Regions from separate parts of the Mus musculus genome. Here region 1 is linked to region 2. A link is a contact called in public Hi-C data. All regions are on one chromosome and are shown on one strand. The core of a region is the stretch at or near the end of the contact, and the rest is flanking DNA. Distances in the headings are between cores, read along the strand shown. Region 1 overlaps Rere (arginine glutamic acid dipeptide (RE) repeats). Region 2 overlaps Rere (arginine glutamic acid dipeptide (RE) repeats).

Region 1 (5,765 bases), core at 1,631-4,130, 130 kb after region 2:
TATAGAATGAGTTACAGGGCAGCCAAGGATTTTTATACAGGAAAACCCTGTCTCAAAAAAAAACAAAGCCAAACAAAGAATATTTTGCTGTAAACAAGACAAAATGAATTCCAACTGTTAAGCATCAGGCACGTCCAATATAGATCTGATCTAAAAAGCACAGAGATCCAGGCTAACATGGTAGACTTCTGCCCTTCTCTGTGTCTGTGTGTGTGTGGGGGGGGTGGGGGGATTACAGATAAAATAGTAATATGTGTGACCACAACCATGCTATTGAATTAGAGCTCTGTCAAGTCTGGAATAAAGTGAGCCTTTGCTTTGCTGCTGTCAACTTTCAGCACTTTCTGCCCCCAACACACTATACATCCATTATAAGCCAAGTTAATTTAAAGACACAATACACAACTGGGTAGGGAAAACAGCAGATGTCAGGAATGTTCAATGATACTAAATTCTGCCAGCAAAGTACAGCAAAGTCATACAACAGAAGAGTACATATCGTTACAATACTCAAAGCACATCTAACAACTTGAAAGATGTTAATGTTCTTGTTGTACTAAACACAGTAACTGAAAAATATATCTAGTGTGTATCTATTTTAAAAGTACATTTATACTTCTTTACAAGATACCAGGGAATACATAATAACACAATGACTCAAATATACATATATACTATCCATGTAAAAAAGTCTCAAAGAATTTATCACTAATAGCTAACATTAATTATGCTTTTTTTTTTCCTTTGAGAAGCCCACCCAGCCTTGAACTTGCTATACAGATCAAGCTGACCTCAAACTCAAGAGATCCACTTGCCTCTCTGCCTCCTTAGGATTGGGAATAAAGCCATGTGCCACCACCTCTCTTGGCTTATAGCTGCCTAAGTTAGTGGGTTTTGGCTTTTTCTTTTTTTCTTTTTTCTTTTCTTTTTTTTTTTTTCCGAGACATGGTTTCTCTGTGTAGCCCTGGCTGTTCTGGAACTCACTTTGTAGACCAGGCTGGCCTCGAACTCAGAAATCCACCTGCCTCTGCCTCCCGAGTGCTGGAATTAAAGGCCTGCGCACCACGGTTTTGGCTCGTGTGTTGTGTGTGTGTGTGTGTGTGTGTGTGTGTGTGTGTGTGTGTGTGTGTGTTGGGGGGGTGGGGGGCAAATGGTGTGAAAGTCAAAGGTTGACCTTAGGTGGCTTCCGCAACCACGCACCAGCTGATAAACTGAGACAGGATCTCCGACTTAGACCTAGAGCTTACTGGCTCGGCTAGTCTAGATAGCTTGCTCTGAAGATCCCACCTCTACATCCCCATGCTAGGATTACAGCAAGCCTCCACAACAGCTACACGAGTTTCACATGGGCACTGGAGATCTGAACTCCAGTCCTCATGCAAACCCTCTGCCTGGGGAGTCCTCTCCACAGCCCTTCTTTATTCTAAGCATGCTTTCTGGCTTCCTAAATGAACATATTCAGTCACTTCACAGACTAAGCTATAAATATAGGTTTTGTTTAAAGCAGGTTACAAACAGCCCACATGTTTAGTATCAGTGTTATCTGAAGGCAAGAAGATAGCCAAAGAACAGGAAGGCTTGATCCGTGGTGACCGTCATCTCTAAAAGTCCCACCTATTCAGAATTCCTCTCAACAATGTTCTGCCATCATGGAGGGTAACAGAGACAAGAACTCTATGAGGTCCTATTTCTGTGACTCACCACAACTCAGACACAACATACCCATCACTAAGACCACCCATTCTAGACACTCTTCAACAGATAGCACCCTACCAACCCTGAGCCCTGAAGACTAGTCTGTTCCCGGCGCCAACAGAACAGAACATCCCCTCAGTCCTGTTTTTTGCCAGTCTCTCTCAGACACCACTTTCCTTTCTCTGGCTTACACGCACTGCTTCTGCAGTTCCTAATTTCTCTCTTCATTGGGCAAATTATTTACAGCGTATATACAAATTAATTCACTTTAATGACTTTAAAAAGTCAAGTAAGAGTTGCTCTACCACAGATATGAACCTTCTCAAGTGGATACACATGGACTTGTTGTTTATTGGTAGTGCTGTAATCCAATCCTCACCTACTTTTCCTAAAAATCATAGCATCATTCCCAAAGAATAGAATTCAATCATGTTCACTGTCTATCTAATCCCCGTATATTTAGTCATGATATAATTTTCCCCCTTTGAGACAGAATTAGCCTCAAGCCTCACACTCATAATCTTCATCCTGTCTTTCCAGTGCAGTTTTAACAGTGTGCCCCACAGTGGTTTCTAGTCTCAACTTGCCATGTCTGAGCAGTCCAGCAACTAGGTTTTTTTTGTTGTTTGTTTGGTTTTTGGTTTTTGTTTTTTCGAGACAGGGTTTCTCTGTATAGCCCTGGCTGTCCTGGAACTCACTTTGTAGACCAGGCTGGCCTCGAACTCAGAAATCCGCCTGTCTCTGCCTCCCGAGTACTGGGATTAAGGCGTGCACCACCACGCCCAGCCTTAGGTTTTGTTTTGTTTTGTTTTTTAAGATATATTTATTATTATATGTAAGTACACTGTAGCTGTCTTCAGAACAGAGTGTCAGATCTCATTACGGGTGGTTGTGAGCCACCATGTGGTTGCTGGGATTTGAACTCAGGACTTTGGAAAGAGCAGTCAGTGCTCTTAACCGCTGAGCCATCTCTCCAACCCACACCTAGGTATTTTACAAGCACTGGGGTACCTGGCCTCACAATCACACTTTGCATACATGGATTCATCTGATTTCCAAAATCTATGAGATATTATCATCCCCATCTTGTACTTGAGAAAACTGAGGCCTAGGGAAGGTCAGAGACTTCCTCATTTACCTAGAAGCTTCTACATGACATTGCAGAGCTATGCTTTAAAGCCACACTGTCTAACCCACAGCTAAGCTTCCCCTTACTGAGAAGTCTTCAGTGGGAAATAGTAACAGCTTCATTTCACATGATGTAGTAAGCCTCCGACCAGTGTGAGTCCTCACACTCTGAGTACTCACTCCCTGTCACCTACACCTCATCCAGTCTGTTTTTACAACTGCTTCCTATGTAAACCCCTTCAGCTGTGCCACTAAGGGAACATTTCAGTAACTTTCTGATTATCTGGTACTTTCTTTCCTCAAAGAAGAGTTCCTAGTGTAAGTTTTCAAGTACAATTAGCCCAAGTTTAGAGCAAGTAACTTTGGATCTTTCCTCTCTATATGTTATCAATATTTGAGCTTCCACTTAAATATTTTCTCCATTACTGTTAAGATAATAGCAAAGCCAAAAAGTTTATTCTGAGTGAAGCCAAAAATGTACTTCAACAATTTGAAGAAGTTCTAAATCAAGAAAAAGTTATCAATCTTTTATCTGCTAACATTTGTACTGCAACCTATTTAAAACAGTCTTATGTTGGGGATTGACTTATCTAAGGAATTCTTTGCCTTTCTAAGGAAATAAAAAGAAATAGTATATCAAAAGTCACCAAAGGCTTTTCTCATGTTTCATTTCATTAAAATTTCATAGTAGTGAACTAGGAGTATGGCTAAGTAGGAGAACACTTGACCAGCATGCCCGAGGCCTTGGATCTCCAACAAAACTTATGGCTTTAGACAGATCAGTCTGAAAACAGAACTGTATTTTTGAGACAGTCTCACATAGCCTAGGCTTGTCTCAATTCTGTGCCCTACTGCTGTAACCTCCCAAATGCTAGAATTGCAGGTGCATGTCAGCAATGCCAGCTTTAAATATTATACTTTTAGGAAGAGGTGCATAGTATGGGAGCTGGATAAAGATCTCAGTGGCTAAGAGCATGGATGCATGATCCTCAGCTCAAGCCCCTAGACTGTGAATTCTGCAATAGCTCAAAACCCTCAAGAGCATTCTTGCAGTGCTCCAAATTAGACAGCCAGGAATTTGGTTATCTGATACAAGCGAACAACGCCCTCAGAGAACACACAACAAGCCCTGCTGTCAGCCTAACCAAAAAACAAGATTCAGGGAAAGAACTGATTTTTCCCTAAAATGAACAAAAAGGTAAATTTCTGTGCCAGTCAACAAAACTTTACACAGAAGGGTGCTTACTGGTCGGCCATTTCTCTTAGCGCGGGTCGCTTGGGTGTAGCGGCAGCCGCTCCGGTCACAAGGGGCGGGCAGCGGCGGAGTCGGCGGCTAGCGGGGTGCAGCGCTCGCCGGTGGTCGTGATCAGTCTACCCCTCAACCCCAAGCCTTTTCTCAGTGGACTGACAGGGAAGCCAGTGATGGTGAAACTTAAGTGGGGCATGGAGTACAAGGGCTACCTGGTCTCCGTGGATGGCTACATGAACATGCAGCTTGCAAATACAGAAGAGTACATAGATGGGGCGCTGTCTGGACATCTGGGCGAAGTTCTAATAAGGTGTAATAATGTCCTCTACATCAGAGGCGTTGAAGAAGAAGAGGAAGATGGGGAAATGAGAGAATAGCATCTTGGATTTATATATATATATATATATGTATATATATATATGTATTTCTATACAATAAAGATTTGGGTTTTTTTTTTTTTTCAAAAAAAAAAAAAAAAAAGAAGGGTGCTTACTTTTCTACTGTCCACAGATCCTTACAACAGTGCTCAACCTTCCTAATGCTTCGACCCTTCAATACAGTTCTCTATGTCATGGTGACCCCAACCATAAAATCATGTTTGTTGATACTTCATAACTTTAATATTGCTACTGTTATGAATTGTAATGTAAGTATCTGATAAGCAGGACATCTAATATTCTACCCTTGTGGGAAATGGTCATTCGACACCCACCCCGCATGGGGTGGACACCGCAGATTGAGAACCACTGCCTTAAGAAAACAGCCACTAACATCTGTCACATGCATCTTGTATCACCTGAGGCAAACTCACGAAGACACCGCTCTTCTCCTGCAGAATCTTAGATGAAAATCCCAGGCTTTCCAAGCATCACTTTCCTGTCCACAACCTACTCCACACTCACATATTCATCAACACCCACATTAAAGCAGGATAAAGGAAGACATAATGTGTGTGGTGCTTAGAAAGGCAGAGACAATTCCGCAGCCTAAGTGCAAGCTTGCCTCAACAACCCACTTCAGGTGCCACTGTCAACTCTCCACCTTCTGTGTATCCCTCTTGCCAGTTTCAAAATCAAGATGAAATCCCTTTCTCAGGCTGGCCAAACGGTTCAGTAGGTAATGGTGCTTGCCATAGAAGCCTAACAATGTGAGTTCAATCTCCAGAACCTACATAAAGGTGGAGAGGACCAAGACCTTAAACTTGTCCTCTGACCTCCACATGCAAGTCATGGCATAAGTGTGCACTTTCTTCTCTCCTCTGCCTCTGCCTGTCTCTGTCTCTGTCTCTGTCTCTGTCTCTGTCTCTGCCTCTGTCTCTCTGCCTCTGTCTCTCTGCCCCTCTGCCCCTTGCCTCTGCCTCTGCCTGCCTCTGCCTCTGCCTCTGCCTCTGTCTGTCTCTCTCTCACACACACTCACACACACACACACACTCACACACACACACAGAGAGGGAGTGAGGGGATAGAACGCAACAACAACCCAGCTATAAACCCTCTGATCTACAATGATGACATGCCTACAAGATATGCTGGAGCAATCTTGGCACAAAGTTTGTGGGGGTAGCCAACCACTATCTGATTGGATTTAAGATCCATTCCATGTGATTAGAACCCATCCCTGACACTGCTCAGGTGCCAAGAACTTGAGACTAGCTAGACAGGTGAAGGACCTACCAGAAGACCAAATTCTACTG
Region 2 (5,978 bases), core at 1,746-4,245:
CATCTTATTTACACTGTACCGTCCCCATCAAAGTGCTCTGGTGAATGCTGAGTACTTTTGCATCACTATAATCCCTGTACGGTCAGGAAGATCAGAAGTTCATGATCATTCTCAAATCCTCTCTACTAACATCATCAAGTGTAAGAAAACGAAATCATCACTGGACTTTGACAGTAGTGTTCTGCACTAATGAAAACACAGTTTGTAGGGTCAGGTGTGCACCACCACAACTGGCTGAACCTCTTATTTTACAGCTCTAAGATTTGTGAGCTAGTACCAACATTAGTAATTATTACTCTATAATATTCTGTAGGAAATGAGATAAAGACAATCATTATGACATGTTCTAACTCTGACACCGGTGTCCTGGGAACCAAGAGAGCACAGGTGGACTCCAGCTGACATAGGTACAAGCTCTGCCTGTCATCCTGGCCTGGAGTGAGGGGTATAGTATCATCAGGACTGCAGTGCAGTGCACCTGACTAGTCTGCCCTTCAAGTTACAGACGCATGCTCACACCATTCAGTATAAATCAAAAGGTCTAGAAATTAAAAAAATATATATCCAACAGCAATAAAACACAAACTGGATAATGCTTTTGAAATATCATTTCCCAGTAAAAGAAACTAGAAAATGTCGTGGAAGGGTAGTTTTTGGTTCTGCAGTAGGCATGTGCAAGGATGGAATACCTTCACATATAGTCGAGAAAATCTATCAAACTCCAAGGTCAAATAAAAAAAGACTCAGGAGCTAACCCCAAGAAGGCCCCACTAACTATGACGGGTCAACCTGGCTTCCCTAAAGATTAATGATTCCAAGTATTAACAGGAATCCACCAGTCTTAGTATCAGAGTACTAAGGTAGCATCTGGAAAGCAGATAATAAAGGGGAGAGACAGTCCTCACACAGGGTGGGCCTGGGTTAAGCAATGGCGGTGGCAGGAGCACTGGCTGCCTCAGATCCTCTCCAGCCAATGAACGAGACTGAAACAGACTCTCGTAACCCTGTAACTTCTAAGGATTCAGTGGACAGAAATACAATAAAATCAGTATTATGTGGCTCCTGAGGAACATACAGTGTAGTAATGAGGACGTGTGAATGAGATCAGCTACACAGGCTCGCAGGTCCGAATGCTTGGTCACCAGAGTGGCACTATAAGAAGTGTGGCCTTGTTGGGGGAGGTGTCACTCACCTCTGCCTGCTGCCTGTGAGCACAGATGCAGACTCTCAGCTACCTCTCCAGCACCACGTCTGCCCTGAGTGCTCACATGCTGCCCACCATGGCCACAACCGATCAAACCTCTGAAACCGGAGTTTATAAGAGCTGACGTGGTCATGGTGTCTCTTCAGAGCAATAGAACACTGACTAAGACAACTAACTATAATTCTGCTTAGATAGATCAAATCTAAGACTATCTTATAATTGGATCCAGCTACCAGCATAAAGGAAATGCAGAGGGTGGAGGCACAATGCAAATAGTAAAACTCGGGTGGCCAAACCCCTTGATGATCAATAACAAGTAGGGAAAGACCTGACGGATTATATGTAACAGACTTGGACCACTTATCATTGACCAAAAAACCTGTTGCCTAGAAAGCCACATTCAAAAATGAGACATTAAAAAAAAAAAGGACTAGACTACACCGGGGTGTTGGTAATTCTGTAGGGAAAGAAAGGACTGTTACCACAAGGGAACAGGCAGCCAGTAAAGGCCTGAAACAGTTGATTCACGAACTACACAAATGATCTACCTGTGTGTTTGCATCTCTGTGAGCAAAAAGAAATTTAGAAAATATAAAAAGATAAACAGAAGCAAGCACTGACCCTACACTTCACCTGAAAATCTGCTTCTGAGAAGCATCAGCTAGGGCTCTGCTAGCCAGAGAATGCAGGAAAGGGGGCAGACACCTACATCAGCAGTTCCACCAGGGCAAAGGCAAGCTTCCCACCCGACCCTTGCTTCACTGTGGTTTTGTTTTTATTTTAGAGACATTATCTCACAATGTAGCCTAGGCTGGCATTAAACTCTTGGTCCTCCTACTCTCCTAGGGGCTGGAGTTTCAAGCATGAGCCACTATAACCAGTACCACTTCATTCTCATGAGCCCATCTTTAAAATCACCACCAACGATTTCCACCCTATATACATTTCATGAAAGATCACAAGAGGTTCATCTTAGTTTCAAATCTCTTTAAAGTCATCTTTTCACATACTACCTGCATGAAAATAACTTATGTTAGCTCATGAGAATAAACTGTAATGCAGCTCAAAATTAAATGTTTAGTTCTAAGTCATTAAAATAAACAGACATATAAAATCTGATGAAAATGTTCATTTCTGGGCTGGAGAGATGGCTCAGCAGTGAATAGCACTGACTGCTCTTCCAAAGGTCCAGAGTTCAAATCCCAGCAACCACAAGGTGGCTCACAACTATCTGTAATGGGATCTGATGCCCTCTTCTGGTGTGTCTGAAGACAGCAACAGTGTACTCACATACATTAAATAATTCTAAAAAAGAAAAGAAAATACCTATTTCTATAAACTATACCACAGTCTCTTACGCAACTTTAGTCTGCTCTCTGCACTTTCTGTATGGTTTTCACGTGAAATAAATCTCTAATAATTCCCAGGGCCATTACTATTTGGGTGGAGGTCCATGTTTAGGGGATCTGGTTCTGAATGCTGTAATCAAAGTGCCAGTTCCCTACACAGTTCTCCTTTTCCCAGTAACAGATCTTCTACCGTACTGGGGAAGAGCCAAACTCAACATCCAAGCAGCCCAGTGTTGGTCAAGCTATCAAAAGGCTCTGCCCTGTGTCTCCCTGCCTGTGGACAGCCAGTGACTATGAGTCCACTGCAGAGCCATATGTTTACAAAGTACAATTAAAACCCTGAAGGAGTATCAAACCACTTCAACAGTTTCTATCACCCACTCTCCATCTCTGCATTTATCTCACAGAGGATTGGTGATGGTGCAATCTGTGTGCCACATCTGAGTCATAGTAGCCTCAGGGATTGGGTGTGCTGCATATACAGCCTCAGTAGCCATTTGTGACCACAATGAGACCTCCTCGCTGAAGACCAGAGTAGGGAGCAGAAGCCTCTCCACGGAGGCTCACCTTATCTTATGGAACAACAGACAATAACGCTAAAAACCACGCTTACATTATTTGTCACTGTGAAGTTTCCAAAACACAGCATCACAGAGCTTTCTTTCCACATGAGAATAATCCTGAGAAGTAAGCAGGGTGAGTGGTATCTCCACTTGACAGCTATGAAAACCAGTTCCCTAACAGATGAGACAGCTTGTCTCAGTAGCACAGCTAACCGTTTAGAATTAGGAAAAAAGAAGCCAGCTGGGTCCCCTTTCCATGAACAATCTAGTTCTCAGTGAATTGAAATTACCTCATCATGATCATATATAAAACACAATGCAAGCTAGAGATGGGAACTCATAATGACACGAGTCTATACACCACTGGGTAGAAAGATCAACAGAACACCACAGTCAGCTGGGGAAGCCAAAATGACATTGAATGGCTACACTGAGAGTTTGCCACTTTTTGTAAGGCCAGCAAGCATTTTTAAAAAGGAAATGGGAAGACAGAAACTGCAGGTGATTTTTTATTTTATTTATTTGTTTCCTAGAGGGGGCCTTCTATTACCCAGGCTGGCCTCAAATCCTAGGGCTCTGATCCTCTTGCCAAGTCTCTCAGAAGCTGGGAACAGAGTGGCAATGAGGCACACAGGGTTTAGGCTCAAAACAATGTAGCCAGCAATGCAGTGACTGAATTAAAAATGAGTAACACTGAAAACAAACAAACAAAAAAAACCCAAAATCTCAAATACTACCCTGGTTCTAGATAAATCTGTCAAGTAGTAGTATTTCTTAAAAACTGGAAAATTTTGTCATGGCTAATTATAATCTATTGTGTTTCAATATAAACAAGAGATTTCTAAAAAAATAATAATAATAAAAAGAGTCTCAATGACCACCATCGATTAGATTACTGAACATTCTATGCCATTAAGTTATTTACTACTAGAGTCATCCTCACTTCCCCGAGAAACAAAGACAAATTATTAAATAGCAGTCTAGTTAAAAAGAAAAGTCATCTACAATGGTGGACTACTTTAAGCAATCTCCCTCACCTAAATGGGTGTCAGACATTCCATGTGACAAAAAGGACTACGGTATTTCTCAAATCAGTTACTGTTTGCGAGATTCGGGATTAAACAGAAAGGCACTCTTTTCATTACATAAATATTTCCACTACAATAAATACTTTGTTAGAACATTAAAAAACAAGGGAACTACCTTTATTAATATATTACACTTTGCATATTAAACCTTTCATATTTCCCTATTTTTAAGCTAATTAACAAGAAAAAAAGCCGACAGCACACACTAAACTCCTCCAAGGAATAAAAGCTATTGTTTCAAAAACTCTCCCAGGGTCGCTGACAATGGTTTCTTGCAAGGATCATCTCACCTATCTGCTTTTGATTACTTTATGAAGTAATCAAAAGGAAAGGGGTTAGAGAGAGAGACATGAGTGTAGGTGTAGGTGCAGCATTCAAACTCAGCAGCTCAGAACAATATAGGAAAGAATCAAACCACTTCTCCACTAACTGTGCAAACCACAACACAATCCTTACAGCAGCACGAGCAATAGGAAATAGCAATGAGGTAGGACGCAAACTCCAGGAAATCATCAAGTTTCTATTAGCTCAGTGGCCTGTAGACAAGGGTCCCAGCTCCTCCTGGGCATCTGCCAATTTTCCCAGTACCTTCTGGATAAAGACACACAGTTGAGCATAAGTGTAGGGAACACCTGACAAAAGCAAACAGCTACCACAGGGAAGACAAAACAAAACACTTACTATCTGACAGAAAAACCTGCCAGGCCTGTGTATAAAAAGCATCTGTCTGTCCTAGAAAGAAACCTCAGTGGTTTAGAACATGGCTTCTCTTCTAGGGGACTGGGTCCGGGTCCTAAGACCTTTTACTGGCTTACAACCTTATCTAACTTCAGTTGCAGGGAAGCCAACACTCAGAAACACATATGGTGCACAGATATAACACAGAGACAAATCAACCATGTATATAAAATAATGACTTTAAAAAAAATGTTAAAGCAGGCTAAGTAAAACACTGCACGAGTTTAGCCCCAACCTTGGTAAAGTGACTTGGGATTAGAAGTTCAAAGGCAGCCTGTGTTGTATTGTGAAATTTTGATTCCAAAAAGGGAGAAAGAGGGGCTAAAAAGATAGCAGCCTTTAGGACCACTGGCTGTTCTTACAAAGCATCCAGGTTCAATTCCCAGCATCCACAGGATGGCTCACAACCATCTTTAATTCCAGCTTCTCTGACTTCTCTGACCAGGTACTCACATGGTACATAAGCATACATGCAAGCAAAAACATATAAATATTTTAAAAATCAATCTTTAAGAGAATAAAGCATCTATCAAGAGGTAATGTGTAATCATTCCTGGACAACTACACAAAACATGGCAGTTCTCTCTAGAGGGGCAGGAAGCACCTGCATGTAGGAATACAGCTACACTTCTGTAGACTGTAGACTGGCCTAGAAAAAACTGACCCAGGTACAAAAGCTCCTCAGTCAGTATGTCAGATGCAAGTCAATATGACAAAACCTAGAGAACTGAACGGGCCTGTCCCTCTCTTTGAGGGAACCAGGAAGACTTGTGATTTAGCTGGTTCAGCAATAGAGTAGAGTACTTGCCCAGCCCACACAGGATCCTGGGCTCAGTCCCCAGGAAGAAACCCAGTGGGAGTAAGGGAAGGAATTCCCCTTAGAGAGCTGAGTCCAGGTGACACACCATGGAAGCAGTGCAGACACTCAATGCTGGCAGTGTTCAAGTGCACTCAGGACCACAGCGGAAACTGCAATTTCAGCAACCTCTGCAGCCCTACAGACCACGAGCATTACTGGACAAGGCATGAGTCCCTA

Evidence for each region. A called contact is a pair of places that touch in the nucleus more often than the background predicts.
Region 1: a Hi-C map of bone marrow-derived macrophages shows a contact between it and region 2, with 31 read pairs. The contact joins two enhancer-like sites. A contact is called at or near these places in 1 of 39 promoter capture datasets (the C10 cell line), 1 of 484 Hi-C or Micro-C datasets (bone marrow-derived macrophages), 3 of 115 datasets of contacts at active chromatin or transcription factors (all in embryonic stem cells) and 1 of 9 other capture datasets (embryonic stem cells).

What each region holds. Positions count from the first base shown.
Region 1 is chr4:150,313,861-150,319,625 of GRCm38.p6, reverse strand. All of the region lies in intron 1 of Rere (arginine glutamic acid dipeptide (RE) repeats), which reads right to left. It also overlaps the pseudogene Gm13092. Among named protein-coding and RNA genes, the nearest start is that of Rere, 35 kb to the right of the region's middle. Within about 2 kb of position 2,880, at least 32 of the 459 cell types and tissues checked have an H3K27ac peak or open chromatin away from gene starts, as enhancers often do. A contact at or near this core is called in bone marrow-derived macrophages, where this site is marked.
Region 2 is chr4:150,447,573-150,453,550 of GRCm38.p6, reverse strand. All of the region lies in intron 4 of Rere (arginine glutamic acid dipeptide (RE) repeats), which reads right to left. It overlaps Gm52709 (a long non-coding RNA gene), which reads left to right. Exons shown (of 2, transcript XR_003955312.1): 2 at 1-5,978. Among named protein-coding and RNA genes, the nearest start is that of Gm52709, 17 kb to the left of the region's middle. Within about 2 kb of position 2,995, at least 32 of the 459 cell types and tissues checked have an H3K27ac peak or open chromatin away from gene starts, as enhancers often do. A contact at or near this core is called in bone marrow-derived macrophages, where this site is marked.